Linked DNA regions of Mus musculus: region 2 is linked to region 1. The links are chromatin contacts, called in public HiChIP or PLAC-seq maps. All regions are on one chromosome and are shown on one strand. Each heading gives the region's core, a stretch centred on a gene start, on an enhancer-like site or on the middle of the called end of the contact. The rest is flanking DNA. Distances are from core to core; before and after follow the strand shown. Region 1 has its middle 27 kb from the start of 1700016C15Rik. Region 2 overlaps Akt3 (thymoma viral proto-oncogene 3).

Region 1 (2,969 bases), core at 330-2,829:
AGAACCCCAGGAGAAAGAGAGGGTGCATTGCTACTGAGGCTCTGAGAGGCAGAGAAAGCAGCATCCTATGGAGACAGGATGTGCAGGACCCAGAGGAAAAGATCAGAAATGTATACAGTCCAGAAGGCTGGAAAATGTGCAGCTGCCCTGCAAGTCTGCAGGGATCAAACCCCAGTCTGAAGGAAGGGCCTGGTTTAAAAAGACCCACCTATGTGTCAAAGTAGGGTTTTACACCTGTCTCCTGGAGATCTTCTATCTGCATGCTGTACTGTGCTTTTACTGGGTATTATCCAAGAAGGCTTGGAAATCTATAGCATGAATACAGTGTGTTTTTCATTTGGAATCTTATAGATGTATTACACATATTGCTCCTTAGCCCTGTAGAGTGTGCCAGCGGTCATATTCTTCCACCTTTAAGGGGGTTCTGGGGACTGAACTTAGTCAGGCTTGTGCCACAAGCACCTTCACCTGCTGAGTCATCTATCCATCTTTGAAAACTTTCTTAAGAAAGTGTTAGTCATTAGGAAGGAAGCAGAACTAATGGTAAACTTTCCATGACTCAGTGACTCAGGGAAAACTGCTCAGCGTACTCCATTTTTGGAAGGAGAGAGAAACAAATTATGTAATATTACAACAATGAATACTTAAATCCTGTTCTCTAGCGGCTGCTGGCAGAAGTGACTGGGGACTCAGAGGAAGGCCAAAGCCATCCTCATAGAGGTTTCTATTTTCCCTATTCATTTGCTCCTTGGAGTATTGTGAATCCCAGGGCCATTAGGGGAAAACCTGTGCAGACCAGCAGGGCAGGCTCTGACAATCCCAAGACAATCTCTCTCTCTCTCTCTCTCTCTCTCTCTCTCTCTCTCTCTCTCTCTCTCTCTCTCTCTCTCTCCTCTCTCTCGTCCCTGTGTCAAATGCATCCCTTTGTCTCCGAGTCATCTTTCCTTACAGAGCTACTGACTCTCAAGTCTGTTGTAGACTGTTGTAGCCACAGATTCGATGGCTGGATGAGAGACAGGGATGCCTCCTGCTCGTCCTGGAAATTTCATTACTGACTTGTCTGGCTCCCAAGGGAGGGCTTTCAAGCAAGCTTGGGCTGGTCCAGAGTTTCTGAATTTGAGGCTGGTTGCCTCTAGGTGGCAGCAATGTCCCATTTTCTGCCGCCACTGCTGCTCGGATTCGTTTCTCTCCCACCCTGTTAATTTGAGAAACTAGTGCTCAAGGGACTCTTCCAAGAGATCTTTCTTCTGTGCCCAGGCAGACTCGAGGCTTCTTGTGGTTTGCTGCCCGAGTGGAGACCCACATTTTTCGGAGTCAGCAAAGGGTGGGAAGACAGGCTAGTTGGAAAGAGAAGAGATGGAGCGACTTAGGGAAGAACGGAAGCAAGTGAGGTGGTGGCGAGGAAGGAGCCCCTGCAGGCATCAGTCGCTGACATGGCCTTTGTAGAGGGGCCACTGCGGGTGGGAGCTGCAACGCCTCGCAGAAGCTCCTGGGCTCCCCTTGGTTCATTGCCCAGGGTATAAAACCACAGAGGGAAGCAAGGAGAACTTTACTCTCAATCATGACCTGACGCCAGGCTGCCACACAGGGGCTACTGTGGCTCATTGCAGTTCTTAGATGGCTTCAGGGACAGAGCATAGAACTCTGTGTGACCCTGTGAAAGCCCCCTTCTCACAGGATCCCTTGGAACTTGGAGAGGATTTAGTAAAGTCTTATCCTCCATGCAAGATGTCAGACTAAGGGGGGAACAGGGTCGGTTGGGCTGTCGTCTGCCCCTGCATGCTGAAGATGTGGTAGCCATCTTCCTTAGCATTTTGGGAAGTTTCACTATCAAACGAACTCAAGACCTTAGTAAAACTGGGCTTGCCTAACACTTGTCACTTTAAGATTAGGAAATAGCTTTCTTATTACTTGCAACAATTACTTATTCACCCTGCCCCTTTTTCCTATTTCTAAGAGTAATGTCTCAATGTGTAGGCTAAGATGAGCAGCCGGTCCCCTGTCTCCATCCCTAAGCTGGGGTATTCAGTCCTGTCTCATGTCACACCCCTGTATACTGTATATCATATGCCCTCATGATTCCGATGCTGCCCACATAAGGATGTCCCCTCCAAAGCTCATGTCTAAATTTGGGTCCCTGTGTGACAGGCCTGAGGTGGTGATGTCATCAGTGGTTAGGGAACAGGAGGCATGTATATGTCTATGTTGTTGCTTGCAGCAGCCATGGTGTTCTTTTTCACACAGAGCCTCACTGTAGAGCCTTGACTGACTTGAAGCTTTCTGTGTATACCAGGCGGGCCTTGAATTTACAGTCATCTCCTGCTTCTGCCTCCTGAGGGCTGGGATTTGAGGAGTGAGCCACCACGTCCTGCCGCCAGGCCTCCGGAGTTCTTTTCAGAGCTCTGCACACAGGTGAGGCAGTACTATTGATTTCGCTGTAAAAAAGATTTCATGCAGAGCAGATATGTCTCCGAGCTGGGGTTTATAAGAGGAGGAAAGTATATGGCCCACTGGAATGTGAGTGTCTCAAGAGGGCGCTCGGGGGTGGGGGGGATAAAAGCTGGAGTGTAAATAGATAGATAGATAGATAGATAGATAGATAGATAGATAGATAGATAGATAAATGGAGCTCAGTTTTACTTTACAACGGCCATATCCAGAGTTTTGGTGGGTAGTGAGTTCCTGGAGGACATGAACAAGATTACAGCTGACAGGGTGACACCCTGAGTCCCAGGCTTGCATGGAAAATGAAGATGCTCTCACTGTTAGCAAAAGTTACTGGTTTGTGAGATTCTCAGGAAACCTCTGGGAAAGGAGAAACGTCATACTAAGGTCATAGGTTCTCAGCCTTAAGCATGGTTTATTGCTACCTTAACATCCTTATTTGAGTAACTGTATAGAAAACAGCTTTATTGTCTATATCTATATAAAAGAAGTAGCAGGAGCTGTAGAGGTGGCTCAGCAGTTAA
Region 2 (2,969 bases), core at 194-2,693, 570 kb after region 1:
GTTTTTTTTTAAATGAAATTGATTAATTATAACAAAACTATGTAAAGTGTTTCAGCTGTGAGAGTTGAACTGTTTAATCAGTAAACCAGTATCTGTATGACTAATACATGATTTTTAAAACTGTGTACAGTATGCAAGATTTATTCAAGATACAATCTGAGTAAGCTAACAGCTATTTGAATAGGCGTCCTTCTTCAGTTATCCACTTGAGTTTTATTCTCTTCTTATATTTCAATCTTCTAATAATTCAGTTTCAATACTCTAATAGATTGAATGTATTAACAGAAAAGAAAGTCCAGCTATTTGTGTTTAGGTGTAGGTAGAAATGCTATACAATGATGCTGCTTTTTTACTAAGAGGTCAGGTGTAGTATTAACTTGTCGTCCTTTGCCTTTGCCTTCCTAGTGCTAGGGTTACATGCCACCATGCTGCTCAGGAAAAAACTATGTATGCATATATCATGTATAAACATGATACATATATGTAAATATATGTTACATTAAATGTAGTAAGTTTGCTTTTTTGGTTTTGTTTGTTTGTTTGTTTGTTTTCTGAGACAGGATCTTACCTTGTAGCCTTGGCCGGCCTAGAGTTCACTCTATAGACCAAGATTGGCCTTGAATTCAGAGGGATCCACCTGTCTCTGTCCCCTGAGAGTTGCTGCACATGCCCATCAGGTTGTTTTAGTGTAAAAATATGTTAGAGCAGGATGAGGGGAAAAGCAATGGAGTCTACACTCTGATAAGATTAATCTGGAGGTGATTTGTTAGTAGAAGCTGTGGTGAGGTTTGGGGAAAGCAATTGAGAACATTAACAGGCTGGATGTAAAGCAGTAATGGGTCAGTTAGGTAAGGCTGTCAGGGAGCTACTAAGGAAGTTCTGACTTACTACTAGTAGTATAAGGCATGCCAGAAGTCAAGTGCTAGGTTGAAACTTGGCCGAAAGAAAAGCTGCTTTGTATCAAATGTAAAAATTTCAGATTTTTGTAGTTCTAAAATTCAGCACTTCCTAATAGCAGAAGACCACATGGTTCCCTCCTCCCCTTCAGCATTTTTTTCTTTTTCTTCCACCCTTCTTCCTTCCTCCCTTGCTAATGCACTTACTCCAAAACCCTCCATCCCCAAATCTTGGTTTGGAGCTCAGCATGACCTGGCATTCATGGCGGCTCCTGCTTTAGCCTCCTCTAGTCCTGAGAAAGCAGGTGTGAACTGCTATGCCTCGCTTGCCATTGAGCTATTAAGGCGCTGCTGGTTCAAATTGGGTCTATTTTGGTAGTTAGGTGGAGCTCATATGGAAATCTAATAAAATGCATATTTATACAGAGTTAGTCATGCTTTATAACTATACTGTATTGCATTTTTTTCTGTATGTAACTGTGGTGTGCTTTTGAGCTTTATTAACTCATGTTCTTTCAGTTTTGTGACTGGTCACAGCATTGTGTGAAAGGTTATTTTCCTAGAAAGAGGAAGTTAAGGTCAAGATTAACAAGGAAATACGTCCTATAATAATCCTAGAGGCTGAGGCTAGACGATTGAGTTTGAGGTAATCCTGTGAGACCTTGTCTTACAAAAAGGTAAAGGAGTTAGCTTCTTTCCCCTTGTTTGGAAAACAAAAGCCAAAAAGGAGTATTATTGATCATGAAAGTGGAACATGTATTTCACACTCTGCTTATGATCTGTTTTCCCTGCAATTCATAAATACTGTTCATGGAATTACTAGGGCCTTATAAAATGGCCAAAAATATGCTTTAACAGTCAACTGATAAATTGGAAAACTGAAGAAAATGTGTGTTCAGAAGAATGATTCTCTGAAGGAATAACAGTCCAAATGAATAATCAAAGTATGGAATCATTAAAAACAAAGTGTCTGGGGTTTATTAAATTTAATTGTAGACTTATTTTCTTTTGTAAGTCAAGTTAAAAGAAAATTACATCATTAAAATTTTGCAGGTCAGTGTTAATGGGATGTGTTATACCATAATTTCTTTTCTTACCTAAACATTACTTCGTTTTTGGCATTAACATGTGTGTTCTTCCATGTAGGAGAATATATAAAAAACTGGAGGCCAAGATACTTCCTTTTGAAGACAGATGGCTCATTCATAGGCTATAAGGAGAAACCTCAAGATGTGGACTTACCTTATCCCCTCAACAACTTCTCAGTGGCAAGTAAGTGATTAACAATTGTTAATTCACTGTGGGTTCATTTATCTGCATGATGTTATGTGGCAGGTGTGTGTATGGATCTGAGAAACCAGCATGAAAGTTTATCTACACTTGATGGAAAGAAATGATCAACTCTGTAAGAAATTTCAACTCCTTATGACAGGGACTTATAATCTTATGCAGTGCAATATAGTTTACTGTTTTTCGTATTTAGAGTTGAATGTAATATATTAAATATAATTGCCCACGTACACAACTTAAGTTTTTTTATATAAAATGTAAATAAGGACCTATGATCTGGGTTGTAAGATGTTATCCTCCTTTCTGCATTATCTCACAGGATTCCCTGTCACAGTGTTTGGTTGTTTGTCTTATTATATAAATGTTTGTCTATTAGAAATCATTTCCTGAGATTATTTTATATTTTTAGTTATATTCATATTTCTTAAGACTATCTAAAAAATGCTCATAGTTTACTTAGAAATGTTGTCTTTGTTGAATTTGCTTAATTAAAAGGTGTCCTTGATGATAATAACGATTATTTTCATTTTCATATTTGACCAAGCTTTAAATGGTTTATACCTACTTATCTAAGTAAAAGATCCTCCTGTGTTTATCCAGAACTAGAGCAGTTTCAAGTTCAAATTGGCATAGAGAAGAACTAGGTGCAGTCTGTTCTATGGGGTCAAAATTTGTCATTAGATGACTCTTTTAGTTGGATGAGATATGTTGGAGAAAGAAGGGAGGGGGAATTGATGCTTGTGAACATAATTAAATAACCAAAAGATCCAGGAAAGAAAACAT

The links. HiChIP or PLAC-seq counts read pairs in DNA pulled down with a chosen protein or histone mark.
Region 2: an H3K4me3 HiChIP or PLAC-seq map of bone marrow-derived macrophages shows a contact between it and region 1, with 5 times the contacts expected there. The contact joins two enhancer-like sites. A contact is called at or near these places in 2 of 15 datasets of contacts at CTCF or cohesin (large pre-B cells and pro-B cells), 4 of 484 Hi-C or Micro-C datasets (the HPC-7 cell line, bone marrow-derived macrophages, cerebral cortex and 1 more), 7 of 115 datasets of contacts at active chromatin or transcription factors (the NIH/3T3 cell line, bone marrow-derived macrophages, embryonic limb bud and 4 more) and 1 of 9 other capture datasets (embryonic stem cells).

Annotation. Positions count from the first base shown.
Region 1 is chr1:177,701,206-177,704,174 of GRCm38.p6, reverse strand. No RefSeq gene overlaps it. Among named protein-coding and RNA genes, the nearest start is that of 1700016C15Rik, 27 kb to the left of the region's middle. Within about 2 kb of position 1,579, at least 191 of the 459 cell types and tissues checked have an H3K27ac peak or open chromatin away from gene starts, as enhancers often do. A contact at or near this core is called in bone marrow-derived macrophages, where this site is marked.
Region 2 is chr1:177,130,170-177,133,138 of GRCm38.p6, reverse strand. It overlaps Akt3 (thymoma viral proto-oncogene 3), which reads left to right. Exons shown (of 13, transcript NM_011785.4): 2 at 2,043-2,168. Among named protein-coding and RNA genes, the nearest start is that of Akt3, 120 kb to the left of the region's middle. Within about 2 kb of position 1,443, at least 9 of the 459 cell types and tissues checked have an H3K27ac peak or open chromatin away from gene starts, as enhancers often do. A contact at or near this core is called in bone marrow-derived macrophages, where this site is marked.